2 separate regions of the Muntiacus reevesi genome follow, and region 1 is linked to region 2. Evidence: chromatin contacts called from public Hi-C data. All regions are on one chromosome and are shown on one strand. The core of a region is the stretch at or near the end of the contact, and the rest is flanking DNA. Distances in the headings are between cores, read along the strand shown. Region 1 holds the start of IFIT5 (interferon induced protein with tetratricopeptide repeats 5). Region 2 holds the start of FAS (Fas cell surface death receptor).

The links. Hi-C and Micro-C count contacts between places; a contact is called where the count stands out from the background.
Region 1: a contact with region 2 is called in a Hi-C map of muscle, with 5 times the contacts expected there. The contact joins the promoter of IFIT5 here to the promoter of FAS in region 2. A contact is called at or near these places in 2 of 3 Hi-C or Micro-C datasets (blood and muscle).

Annotation. Positions count from the first base shown.
Region 1 is chr2:133,884,879-133,891,889 of mMunRee1.1, reverse strand. IFIT5 (interferon induced protein with tetratricopeptide repeats 5) reads right to left here and starts at 5,711. Exons shown (of 2, transcript XM_065922876.1): 1 at 5,577-5,711. The coding sequence starts at 5,581. LIPA (lipase A, lysosomal acid type) reads left to right here and starts at 5,752. Exons shown (of 11, transcript XM_065922885.1): 1 at 5,752-5,882.
Region 2 is chr2:133,510,289-133,516,787 of mMunRee1.1, reverse strand. It overlaps FAS (Fas cell surface death receptor), which reads right to left and starts at 4,432. Exons shown (of 8, transcript XM_065922862.1): 1 at 4,260-4,432. The coding sequence starts at 4,289. LOC136159961 (a long non-coding RNA gene) reads left to right here and starts at 4,605. Exons shown (of 6, transcript XR_010661544.1): 1 at 4,605-4,751.

The DNA of each region.
Region 1 (7,011 bases), core at 4,462-6,961, 370 kb before region 2:
GAACTGGATTAATTAAGAGAATTAGTAGTAGTGATCAGAAAAATAAAACCACTTTATATTTATAATCTAAGAGTATACTTCATGAAATGTTTCCCGATTTTTATAAATACTAAATTTAAACATTAATAGTTTACTTAATAATATATTTAGATATTTAGTAGAAATGTTCACTTATAACATTAATTTTATATATTTTTTCTTACTTATTCTCTTTCTTTTATCATCTGTGTATACATATAAACACATATATATAGGTCCCATATTTTATCAATTGCAGGTTCTAGACCAGAGCTTTCCAACAGAACTTCCTGCCAAGATGGAAATGTTCTTATCTATGTTTACAGTATTGTAGCCACTAGCCACACATGACCACTGATCACTTGAAATGGTGGCTAGTACAACTATGAACTGAATTTTATATTTTATTTACTTTTAATTAATTTAAATATTACATAACTAGTGGTTATTGTATGTGACAGGATAGTTGAATACACTGGGCCTACAGAGCTTAATGTACAAGAAAACTTTAAGCTTAACAGGTTAGACCTCTCCTTTAACTTGAAATTTTCCCCATTTTCTTCAAGGTGAAGAGCTAGGTTAAACGGCAAACAGGGGTATACTTGAGAAGAAAACCTTATGCATATGACCTAGGTTCACTACAGATTCAACTCAATAGTACAAATGTTACACATGTAACATATACTTCCAGAATCAGATGGGAGCACACACACAAAAAAACAAACCCAAAACATCCCCCATAACCATTCACTTCCCACACTACCCAAGCCAGGCAGAGTGCCAAGCAATTTACACAAATTACGTTTACTTTTATTTTATTTTTTTTACATTTACTTTTATAACATCTTATTATTTTTACAATTTTATGGATGAGGACTGGGAAATAGAGTTTAAATTACATATCCAAGGTTATATAGCTATAAAGTGGTCAAGTACAAATTCAAAGTCATTTCTGACTAATTTAAACAAAAGCTTATGCCTTTTAACCAAAATGCTGTATGACATCTTTCATATAAAAATTGGAGTTCTTTTTAAAGAATAATTTGCTTTAAAATACAGGCTATGTCTAATGTATGTAAAATTCACGTTGCCTGGAAAGGACTTAAAAGGAAAACATAGAGATTTTAGAGCAGCTTAAAGAGTGGGTAGAAGTTGTATAACTGCTCGTTGAAAAAGACATGCCAGACAGTTAAAGTCTCGGGATAAGAAAACAATGATTTCAGATATAAGCTCTCAATCTGAAGTCACAGCATTCTTCATTGTTGGAGTTATTTTGAGATGGAGCTCATTAGAATATGCTATGGAGTGACAGAGAGGATTGATTATTTCAAATAATAAAGGATCTGGGTAGAAATGTGTTAAAACTGATCTGAAGGAAGAATAAAAATCTTAGTTATTAAAGATATAATTATCGTCATTATTAAAGTAAGGAAATTAAAATATCTTTTTTCCCCATAAACCAGTTAAAGATATAGTATATGCTGATGATCTCCCAAGGTATGTCCACTATCTCTGCTTCCTCCTGAATTCCAGACTTCTAGTTTTTAGTTTACATCTTCAATTAGCAGTTCAGTTGGGATCTCAAGTAAATATATTCATTACAGAAATCTGGGTTCCTTGAGTCTGTTCATACCTTTAGTTTTCCTCCACCTTTTTTTGTTACCTCTTAGCCCCACAGGCCAAATAACCTAGAAGTATGTGAATCATGAATTTCCAGATGTTCAAGCTAGTTTTAGAAAAGGCAGAGGAACCAGACATCAAATTGCCAACATCCGCTGGATCATCAAAAAGCAAGACAGTTTCAGAAAAACATCTATTTCTGCTTTATTGACTATGCCAAAGCCTTTGACTGTGTGGATCACAACAAACTGTGGAAAATTCTGAAAGAGATGGGAATACCAGACCACCTGACCAGCCTCTTGAGAAACCTGTGTGCAGGTCAGGAAGCAACAGTTAGAACTGGACATGGAACAACAGACTGGTTCCAAATAGGAAAAGGAGTATGTCAAGGCTGTAAATTGTCACCCTGCTGATTTAACTTATACGCAGAGTACATCATGTGAAATGTTGGGCTGGATGAAGCACAAGCTGGAATCAAGATTTCCAGGAGAAATATCAATAACCTCAGATATGCAGATAACACCACCCTTATGGGAAAAAGTGAAGAAGAACTAAAGAGCTTCTTAATGAAAATGAAAGAGGAGAGTAAAAAAAATTGGCTTAAAGCTCAACATTCAGAAAACTAAGATCATGGCATCTGGTCCCATCACTTCATGGCAAATAGATGGGGAAACAGTGTCAGCCTTTATTTTTTTAGGCTCCAAAATCACTGCAGACGGTGATTACAGCCATGAAATTAAAAGACGCTTATTCCTTGGAAGGAAAGTTATGACCAACCTAGACAGCATATTAAAAAGCTGAGGCATTACTTTGCCAACAAAGGTCCGTCTAGTCAAGGCTATGGCTTTTCCAGTGGTCATGTATGGATGTGAGAGCTGGACTGTGAAGAAAGCTGAGTGCCGAAAAATTGATGCTTTTGAACTGTGGTGTTGGAGAAGACTCTTGAGAGTCCCTTGGACTGCAAGGAGATCCAACCAGTCCTTCCTAAAGGAGATCAGTCCTGGGTGTTCATTGGAAGGACTGATGCTGAAGCTGAAACTCCAGTACTTTGGCCACCTCATGCGAAGAGTTGACTCATTGGAAAAGACCCTGATGCTGGGAGGGATTGGGGGCAGGAGGAGAAGAAGACGACAGAGGATGAGATGGCTGGATGGCATCACCGACTCGATGGGCATGAGTTTGAGTAAATTCCGGGAGTTGGTGATGGACAGGGAGGCCTGGCATTCTGCAATTCATAGGGTCGCAGAGTTGGACATGACTGAACGACTGAACTGAACTGAATTTCTTGATTCCTCTTCTCTCAATCCCTCATTTAATCCAATGGGAAATTCTGTTAATTTTACCACCCAAATATATCAAATCCATCCACTACCCCCCCCCCATTTCCACTGCAATTTTTCTAGTCTAAAAGACTATTACCTTTCCTTTGAACAGGGGTAACAATCCGGTCTCCCTGTTTCCACTCTTAGTCCCCATATAATATTAGTAAACTACTGAAAATGTAAACCAGGTTATGTCAGTCTTTTGGTTCAAAATCTCCCAATAGCTTTGAAACACCCTTAATCTAGCCTTTGCCACGTCTTACAAGTCCCTAAAGATGCTGGACCTGTGTACCCATCCAACCTTCTCTCCTCCTTCCTCCTCATTATCATGTTTTAGACATACTAACCTTCTTCCTATCTTGAACATATTAAGTTCAAAGACTTTCACACTTGTTTTTACTCTACTTGAGAAGCTCTGCTTCCAAATCCTTGTATGATTAGCTCCTTCCTTTAACTTGGCTCAAAAATCCCCTATCCAAGTGGCCATCTGTGGCAAAAATATCTAAAATAACCCCCTCCATTCCTGGTCACTCTCTTAGCCCACTACACTATTTTATTTTCCTTATAGCTCTTACCACCTTCTGAATTATGTTATTTACTCATTCATTTTTGGTTATTTATGTTGATTATTCACCCATTTATTTTTGGTTGTCTATTTCCCCCATTTAAATGAGAATAGGGACTTTATTCTGGTTTGATTTTTTTCACCCATGTGTCCCCAGAATCTATGATTTCAGAGCTCAGTAATAAATACTTGCAGAGTGAATGAATGAATGCAATTATATACTGATAGCTTCTGGCATTTTCAACCCAGAGGCATGAGCCTAGAATTAAAAAAAAAAAAGGCACCTGAATTTCAGATGAGGGAATTCCTGCTAGTTCTTTCCATCCTGCTACTGGTTCCAAACTTTCTGCCACTTCAGTCTTCCCTATCCTATTTGTTTTTCCATCCTGAAAAAAAGGCACCTGAATTTCAGATGAGGGAATTCCTGCTAGTTCTTTCCATCCTGCTACTGGTTCCAAACTTTCTGCCACTTCAGTCTTCCCTATCCTATTTGTTTTTCCATCCTGGCATACTGTCTGGCTCTCTGTTTAGATTTTGAAACTAGGTTCTGGACTAACGTCCTAAGGTCCTGACTGGGAAACACGGTATCTATCCCTTGGTAGTTGTTCCTTTCTCTGGTGTAAACGCACCAAAATCATAGGCAAGACATGCCACGCCCTTAACAGCCTGCTCAGACCCACAATATGGGCTTACCAGCTTCTGCCCATCCACAGAGTGAAATGAACATCTGCCTCTGCCCAAGGCGCATGAAGAGGGAGGGCTGCCCAGGGATTGTCACGTGGCTGTGAGATCTCCAGGGGACATTCAGTCAGCCATGTAAGTGCCTTGCCTACACTCTATGGGATTTATGCACAACCCGGCACTATGACAAATTTTACTTTTTCAACTCTACTTACTTTTTTAACTTTGTCTCTGGGAAGCTGGCAGAGAGAGGCTATTGTGTCTGAAGAGGCAACATTTATCTTTAGGCAATTTTGTGTGTGTGGTGGGGAGTTGTTTTATTGTGTTTGTTTTTTTGCCAGGAAGGAACAGTCTTTCATTTTCCTTGGTAGACAGTGCCCAGTGGGGTTCACCCCTCTTCATCCCATCCACCAGACACTCGCAGGGCACCACCCGCCTTTTCCTCTCTATACCTCCCACGTCCCTCCTTTCCTACAAAGGGTAGAAGTAAGGCATTTATTAAACATTTTAAAACATAACAAAAGTCACCATCTGCAAATACATGAGCTGGTCATTAAGCAACAACCGTTTCGACAGTCCTAAGAGATGGATGCCATTACTTTTTACAGACAAGAAACAGCTTCACCGAGTTGAAGAAACTTTGCTTTGGGTCACCCAACTAGTAGGTGGTCCGAGTCAGGATTTAGAACAAAAGACTGTAAGGCCTGCAGGAGCCCACTATCTGAACCTCCTCAGGCCTCAGCTTCCTAAATGCAGACCGCTCACCATCCACGTCCGAAGCAGGGGACTAGATGAAAAGGGGTCAGCCAAGGACCCCCACCACAGGCCAGTCTTGGAAATGGAGAAAGCAAGCTCCACAAAACGGGGATGGGGTGGAGCCGGAACAATCTGTCCACGCTACAAAGGAGGGGGAGAAGTCAGAGCCAAGTATCAAAAAGGCAAAATGGCAGAAGCGGAAGAGTGTGACGCGGGGGCTGCGGCCTGCGGGGACCTGTACCGCAGAAGCTCCCGCACCGGCCCGGGGGCGGCGGCGACCGGAGCAGCAGGGAAGTGACAAGTCCCCGGGGCGCGTCGCCCTTCCCCCCCTCCTCCGTCCCCCGACTCGGCCCGAGAGTCCGACTGCGGATGCCTGGGACTTGCCGGAAGGGTCCACTCGGCCACCCTCCCCGGCAGGCCCACCTTCAGCCGCCCCGGACCCTGACCGGGCTCCCAGGAGGGGGGCGTCCCCAACGCCGACGCCCGGCGGCCGGCCTCTGGGGCTCGGCCCTTTCAAGGGCCGTAGCGCTGCCCTACAAACGGAACACAAGACAAAGGCGTGTAAAACAAAGGCCACAGGGAATTGGGGAGGAGAGGCCGGGAGGAGCCCTTACCTCATGGTGGCTGGGCTCTGCTGCAGTTCCGGGAGGTGCAGGTCCCTTCGGGCTTTCTCCTCAGCCCTCCGCTCCTTTGCGGCTGAGCGGCGGCGCGCGTGCGTGTGCGTGGGCGCGCGGGCGAGGTGACCGCAGCGCTAGGTCCGCGCGCGAGGGCGGACGTCTTTGTTAAAGGGCGGACAGGAGCGGGAAAGGCCAACGAGAAAGTGAATCTGATCCCCGACTAGGCGGAGTCCAGCTCCGGGAAACAGAAACTTCTGGAAGAGCTGAGTGGGGGCGCCCTCCCGGCCGGACTGAGGAACCGCTGTAAGAGGTTTGCGCAGCGCGGGGACGTTCCGGGTGGAATTTGCAGCTGGGCCTTGAGACTTTGGTCTTGGCTGCTCAGCTGCCTTTTTAAGTCCACGTGCCTTAGCTCTTTGCGGGGTGGTGATTATTTGTTGGATTTTTTTCTTTTTTTTTTCCCTTAGCTAAGATGACTGGAGATATTTCAGCGTTATTTTTGTTGGGTGGCACCGACGCTCTTTATAGCTTTGTGAATCCTAGGCTAAAACTCAAGTCTTTTTTTTTTTTAATGAAATTATTATTTTACTTTACAATATTGTATTGGTTTGCCATATATTGACTTGAATCCTCCATGGGTGTACATGTGTTCCCCATCCTGAACCCCCCTCCCACATCCCTCCCCATCCCATCCCTCTGGGTCTTCCCAGTGCACCAGCCCTGAGCACCCTGTCTCATGCATCGAAACTGGACTGGCGATTCCTTTCACATGGGATAATTTACATGTAAAACTCAAGTCTTGAGTCAACAAACACAGGTGCAATGCCATGCACTTGTGCCGTGATTTTCACTGGGTAAACCTAGAGAAATTTGGGGGCCAAAACGTATATATATTCAAAATTTGGTAGCTATTCCAGGTTCGCTTTGCAAAGAGGGTTTTACACCCCACTCACAATTCTATGAAAATTCCCTTCCCTTCCGTGCCCTTGACAACTGCGCTTTCTATAATAAGGTCCCATAATAATATAATAATAATCCTATTATTATAGGTCCCATCTTTGTGACGGGGTTGGCTTCCCCTGGTAGCTTAGATGGTAAAGAATCTGCCTTCAATACAGGAGACCTGGGTTCGATTCCTGGGTAGGGAGGATTCCCAGGCGAAGGGAATGGCAACTCACTCCAGTATTTTTGCCTGGAGAATCCCCATGGACAGAGGAGCCTGGAGGGCTATAGTCCATGGGGTCACCAAGAGTTGGCTATGACTGAGCCACTAACACACACACATGCAAAGATGGGGTGGTTTGGAACCTAAGCAGAAAATATCGAACGCCCATACACTGCCCCCTTCAAATTCAGTCATTTGTTCTTTCAACATGTTTACTAAACAACTGCTAAGAGCTAGACATTGTCCAAGGCCCTGTCAATATAGCAAGAA
Region 2 (6,499 bases), core at 3,183-5,682:
AGCCCAATTTTTGAAATCACGCCTAAGACAGACATTCATATGAAAAAACAGTCTACGAGGTACAAAGATCCTTTTGTGAAGATGGCTAAAAACCAAAGCTCAAACCTCAGCAAGGGGTGGGAACCTTATGCCACATGTTCTGATTACATTTTCTCTCTCTTTCTATCTCTCTCTCTTTTTCCCAAGATCTCTGATCTCAGAAATCAAAAATATTGACAATTCTCACAGGTTACATTTTTATGGTGTCCCAGAACACAGAGGAGACTAAATCTACAATGCAGCATCACTCGACTATAGGACAGCCTGACATTAATGACTCCAAAAAAAGTTTATTCTAATTTCCCAAGTTCATCCCAGTTCACAGCTTAACAATACCTACATCTAGCAGGTTTGCTTGCTTTGCTGGGCTGAGTACATCCGCCGAACGAGTTTGTAGTCAGACTGCTAATTTCTAAGAGTAGCCTTAATCAAAATGCATAATTTCATACAAAAGTTACTATCACCCCCCCACTTAGTGGGTCTCTAGCCAGCTGTCCAGTAGAGCAATGGCTGCTGTTTCTAACTGGTCCCTAGATGGGGATGGCTCAGTTGCACAAAAGCTCATTCCAAATCAAGAAGGGAACTGTGATCAAAGAGGAGAACCAGCCCGTTTCCTTCTGAGGAAGGTGAAGTTAACAGTCTTACAGTGATCAACTTTCTAATTTGGGTCTTACTACTCATACTCTCACATCAAAGAAAATAAAAGTAGGCAAGTACATTTGAATTATTTGTTCCTGATTAAGACTGAATGGAAGATACTCAATTAGTGTTAGGAATCCAATTACATACAAAACAAAAGATACACTACTTTATTTCATTTTTATTTATTCATTTTATCTATTTCATTTCAAAGCAAAGGTCTTCCAGGAAATGAAAGAACTTATTAAGTAGTTAAATGTTGTTTTCCCACTTTTGTAAATAGATACAAGCACATAGCAAAAAGAATACACTACTGTCCATTAAGGTACTTACAGTGATTCTGCAAATAATTTTTTGGTAACAAGCTATATACATGTTATTACCTTTATATTGTTACTTTTCATCATAAGTCAGTAAGTCTTTAGTACCTATTACAAAACATGTGCTCATTTAAGGGACTTTTGGAACCCAAGATAATTTACCAAAAGGCACTTAACTCATTAGGGGTTTTCAAGTGGGGGATTTCCTTATTCAGGTTTTTGATCATCTCTTAGAAAGTGGTTACTCCTTAGCAGTTGTGGTATAGTGCTAGTAGCCTTCAGAGAGGTTCCTTTGAAATGCGGACACGTCCACTCTTAGGAACTATTTAGAAGTAAATTACTTGTTTAGTGTTCCAAAGAAACTTACTTAGAGACAACATCAAAATCTTGAGTCCTCTTTGCCTCTATCTCACTTTTCTCCTTCTATAAACTCAATGCAAGAGTAAAAACTGCTTTGCTAAATTAAACTCTAGTTTTGCCACTAAGGGTGGTAATTGTATTATGGAGCTGGACAATAAAAGAGTTTTCATTCATCTAATTGAAGCTAGCAGTGAAGGTCCTGAGGATCTTCATATATCAATTTCATTTTTGCCTCCCAATCTTGCCATCTTTTATCAATGTGTGTTTTTACCTCCTGGTTGTTAATGTTTTAAATTAAATTTCATAATATTATTTTATTCAAAAGAATTTTCAAGTCTACCTTGAGATAAGGAAAACCTACTAAAAACAACAATAAATAGAAACACACCACAACCTATTTCTTGCTTCTTAGCCTGGTTTATGGAAAAATTATTAAATTACAAATTAAACAACTGTCCTTTATTTTCTTCTCAAAGCTCTCCTATATGATTACTTTAAATACACCGGTTTCTTTTTCAGCTGCCCTCTCCTTCCCCTTGCCTATAATTTTGAAAACTCCAAGAAATAAAGGACAGGAAAATGGCTATCTAGTAATTGCCTAACCATAGACCTAAATAGTACAAAACAAAAGCTATCAGAACTATGTGCTATTAAAAGCAGCAACAGCATTGCTCACAGCTATTTCTCACACAAATTTCTAAAGTAACTGTGCCTTTACTTCTGTATCCGAAAGACGACCAGAAACTAAGAGAGAGAAAACTAACTTCAAGAGGGAAGAAAGATGGAAAGAGAAGCAAAGAGGTAAAGGATGGGCTATTTGCTGATGACAGATCACACTAGAGATGAGAGGACTAGAGAAAGAAAGAGGAAAAAAGAAAGCCTGGCCGCTCCCTCCCATCCACTTGCAGTCCACTGACATGGCTGAACTAAATTTGTTTCTGTGTTCCATGTAGTTAGCACTCACGCCTCGGTTTAATTGGTTTAATTTATTTGCAACTAGTAAGTAAGCCCCACTAAGTGCTAAGTCATAAAAGCAAGCATTTTCTGGAGACACACAAGGTGACAGAACAGTGTGGAAACTTCTTTAAGAACAGAGGCATGATGCTGGGCCCCTGATGGGGGCAGGGCAGGATTCTGTGTAACTAAACCCAAGAAAAGGGAAATAGAGGATATACTACAAAGTGTAAACAGGACTATCTAGGTGATACAGTTATATCTGATTTTTTTCTTTCTACACATCTGTATTAACACATTTTATTCAATAAACATTCACTTCTGAGGCTCTATATCATATAACAATAATAAATGAATGCTTAATATATATCATAGATATTATAATATGCATATACAAATAAATGTAAGTCTGTATTTGCACATATGTGTGTATGAATACGTGTGCATTCTTTCAGAAAAGCAGTTTCCTTGGTGCTTTAAACAGGTACCCCTGGTAGAGACGCTATAGTATTACTATAAAAGTAAAGTGTAGCTCTGGGCTTTGATAATTTTGCTATACTTGTTAGAATTGTTGTTCCAAGATTGTCAAAGCAACCAAGACTGCAATAAGGCAGTGGTTCATGGTAAGGAAGAATGTGATCTGAGGTTGTATAAATAGTTTCCCAACTTTGAATCTCAAATTTTCTCAAAGAAAATTTCTAAAGGAGCCCAAATATTGTACATTACTTCCAAAAGGACCAGGAAGAATTTTTTTTCCAACCATAAGACGGTTCCAGACATCGACTTTTTTTTTTTAACTCTTGGTGTCCTCTGGACATAGGTGTGGTCGATACCCCCATCCCCACCCCCCAGGCTTTGGAATGGGATCTAAATTGGATTTAAATTCAGTCCTGCCTCTTACTGTTTGGACTCGACTTACGTAAGCTGTCTGAACCCCATTTTGCCATATGTAAGATGGAGATACTGCGCAGCTGCTGCGAGAAATGACTGAGATCATACTCATAAACATTCCTATCACACTGCCTGGCACATCGATGAGGCACAGCAAATAAGAATCCGCTGGTGTTCAGAGAGTTCGGAACCCACACGAACCCCTTGAGGCCAGGGTCTTCGATCAGCCATCACCCAGCCAGGATATCTGAGGTAGGGACTCTCCAAAAGAGGTGGATGCGGCTTAGGCTTCCAGGCCAAGTACAGGCTGCTCAGCGCGTGCGCGGTGGCAGCAGGTACCACCGCCTGAGCGACGGGGCCAGGGTTGCCTCCCGTCCAGCAAACAATGAAAGATTTAAAAATAAAAATAAAAAAAAACGGAAGGGGGGGGGGGGAGGGCAAACCTGAGATAGTGACTCACACTCTCAAGGAGAGGGATTCCCGGAAGGGAAACAAAACAGTTTCTTTTTCTGTGTAGCGGTAAAAAGGTAAACAAGTCTCTTTAAGGCGCATTCAGCCCCAAGATAACGTTTTCAAGAAAGAATCGGTGCGGTCCAAAGCCTCTGGTGTAACCACTGCTTCGAGGCTGATTTATTCCCTAAAGTTGGGAAGTGTTGGAAAAACTTATTATCAATTTCGAGAGTGCAAGTTCTCGCCGCCCCGGGGCGCGTATGTTCACAGCACAGCCTTAGCGAGACTTGCAAGGGCTTGTCCAAAAGACCCTTTCCGGCCTCAGACGGGGCTCTCCCTGCAGCGACCCCCAAACCCCCCGGCGCCGGCCCCCTCGGCGCCGCAAACCGCGTTCCCAGGGATGTTCCGCCTGCCTCGCGGGCTCGCAGCTTCGCATCCAGCCCCAGGAAAAACGAGTAGCCTGGTTTGCTGAGACCTCGCCCTCAAGAGAAATCCTCGCAGTCATGCGGAGGTAGCCGGCCAAGTCCGCCGCCCACGCGCGCACCCCCCCGGCCGCCCCCACAGCGCGTCCCGCGCCAGCCCAGTGGCCGAGCAGAGGCGACTCACCAGTGACAAGAGAACCCAGATCCCGGACATGGCTGTGGAGCAATCGCCGAAGTGAAGGAGCCTTTCCAACCGGCACCAGGGCGAGTTACGCACCCGGTGAGAAGTGAGCCCCGACTGGCCCCACCCCGCGCTCCAGCCGGCCTGGAAGAGTGCGCCCCTCCCGGGCCCGCCTCGGGGGCTCACGCACTGTTACTCTCGGGACGCTTTCCTCTTTCTCCAGCAGCGTGTCTGAACACCTGTTGGTGGCTCATTTGAAGAGACCAAAAGAAACGTCCCCGGAGCCAGGGGGTGGGGGTTGGAGGAGGAAGCTTAGCTGGGGAACGCCCGGGTAGGGGAGGGCGCCTTTGATTCTGCAACCCGGAGCCTGGAGTGGGGGGTGGGGTGAGGGCCGGGGTGTTGAACGGGGAGCGGGGAAAGAGCCAGCGTTTGTTGCACAAGCGGGCATTCCCCGTTGGGAGCGTTTCCGCGATCGACTGGCAGGCTCGGGTTCAGGTGAGGATCCTGAGAATGGGCCCCATGACCTTTCTAAACTCTTCTGCAGTTTCAGCTGGGGAGGCTGGGGAGGACTGAAGTGCGGAGCGCACACGTCTTGCTCGGAGCAGGAGCCTCGGCTGACTGCTGGGATTCGCAGAGCAGACCCAGCCTTGGCTCGGCTCCGTGTGCCGTGGTGTCGACGTTAGAGGCTCACAGGAACCCCGGACGAGTGTCTGTAAGTGGCAGTTCTCCAAGGCAGAGGTTCAGATGTTGTGCTGTGGGGATTCCGAAGAGGGAGGACCCTTTATATTTTATTCTCACGAGGAGTACAAAGCTAACTCCTAAGACAAATCACACAACTCCTGCTATATGATTAAAAGCTTACAATTACTTCCCCTCCTTTGTTACTCATTATTTCCTGGCCAATTTTCTTTATAGTAAAAAAAAAAAAAGTATACTTTAGTGCTTTGGTTAACAGCTCGAAGTCACTATTGTTTTGGAAAAGTTGATCATTCCGGTTAGCCAGTTTTGCAACAGTTTTACAGAAGGTTTGTATAATGACATCCTTCATGAGCGTGATTCTGAATTAGGTGGTAAGCTGGGAACCGGTGAAAGGGTCAGTATTCCTCTGGCATCCTCCACTAAGCTCTGCACCTGCGCTGTGTTGTCCATGTGCCCTTTGGCTGTATCCCGTTAGGAACACTCTCCTTTCTCCCCCTTTGCCTGGCTCATCCCTCATCCATCCGGATCCCTCTCTGAAGACATTTTCGAGACATTTTCGTCTGGGAGATCTTCCTGGCTCCCAACTCAAGGTTAGGAGCTGAATGCTTTCCTCCTAACTGCTTTCACTCTGCTTGTTTTCTGCTCTGCACTCATGGCCCTGTCTTACAGGTGTGGATTTATCTGCCTCCTGCTTCACTGCCCAGCAGATTGTTAGTGCCGTGAAGAAGATCCTAGCTGACCAGTCCTGCTCCTACAGTTCCCAACCCAAAACAGACACAAAAAGAAGTGAATGGTGGAGGTTGGGGGAGGGGTGTAGAGGGGCTGGCACATGGAGACTCTGTATTATCTTTGCAACTTTTCTGTAAGTTTAAAACTATTCTGAAATTAGAAGTTTATTGAAATAAAAAAATCATAAGAAGAAAGGCAAGAAAGGAGGGAGGAAGGAACGGAGGAGAGCGAGACAGTTGACAAAATCAACATCTCTTGAGAGTGAATCATAAGTCAACAACTTTCACAAATGGTTGTGAAACAACCATTTCACAAATGGTTCTTCCATACCTAATATTTGCCACTTTAGCCCAGTGAGGTGGCTAATTATTATATTTGCTTTATAAAGAATTGTAACCATAAAAGTTTAAACAACATTGACAGTTTAATTAGTAAATAGTAGATCCAGGAATTAAACTTAAATATTCTTGCTCCTGAGTCATTGCTCTTTCTAACTCCCCTCAAATCTCCCCCACTCCACACACACACCTAACCATCAAGTTTAATGAAATAGTAATAGGTACTTTGTGGGAAGAGACGTGTTACATGATCAAATGATTTTAGAAAATTCTGGGTTAATTTAAACAGGTCTCCTAATCTAAGAGTTCTCTGAGCCCTCAATATGCTAATATGCATTCTGATTGTCTAAGATGGAACTGTGATCTATACTGCTCCCCGGCCTTCTTTGTCTTCTTTATGGAGTTCTTTGAAGAATGCCTACTGAATGAACACCTGATGAATGCTGGTGTTCTGGAAGAAACAGTTCAGACATCTTT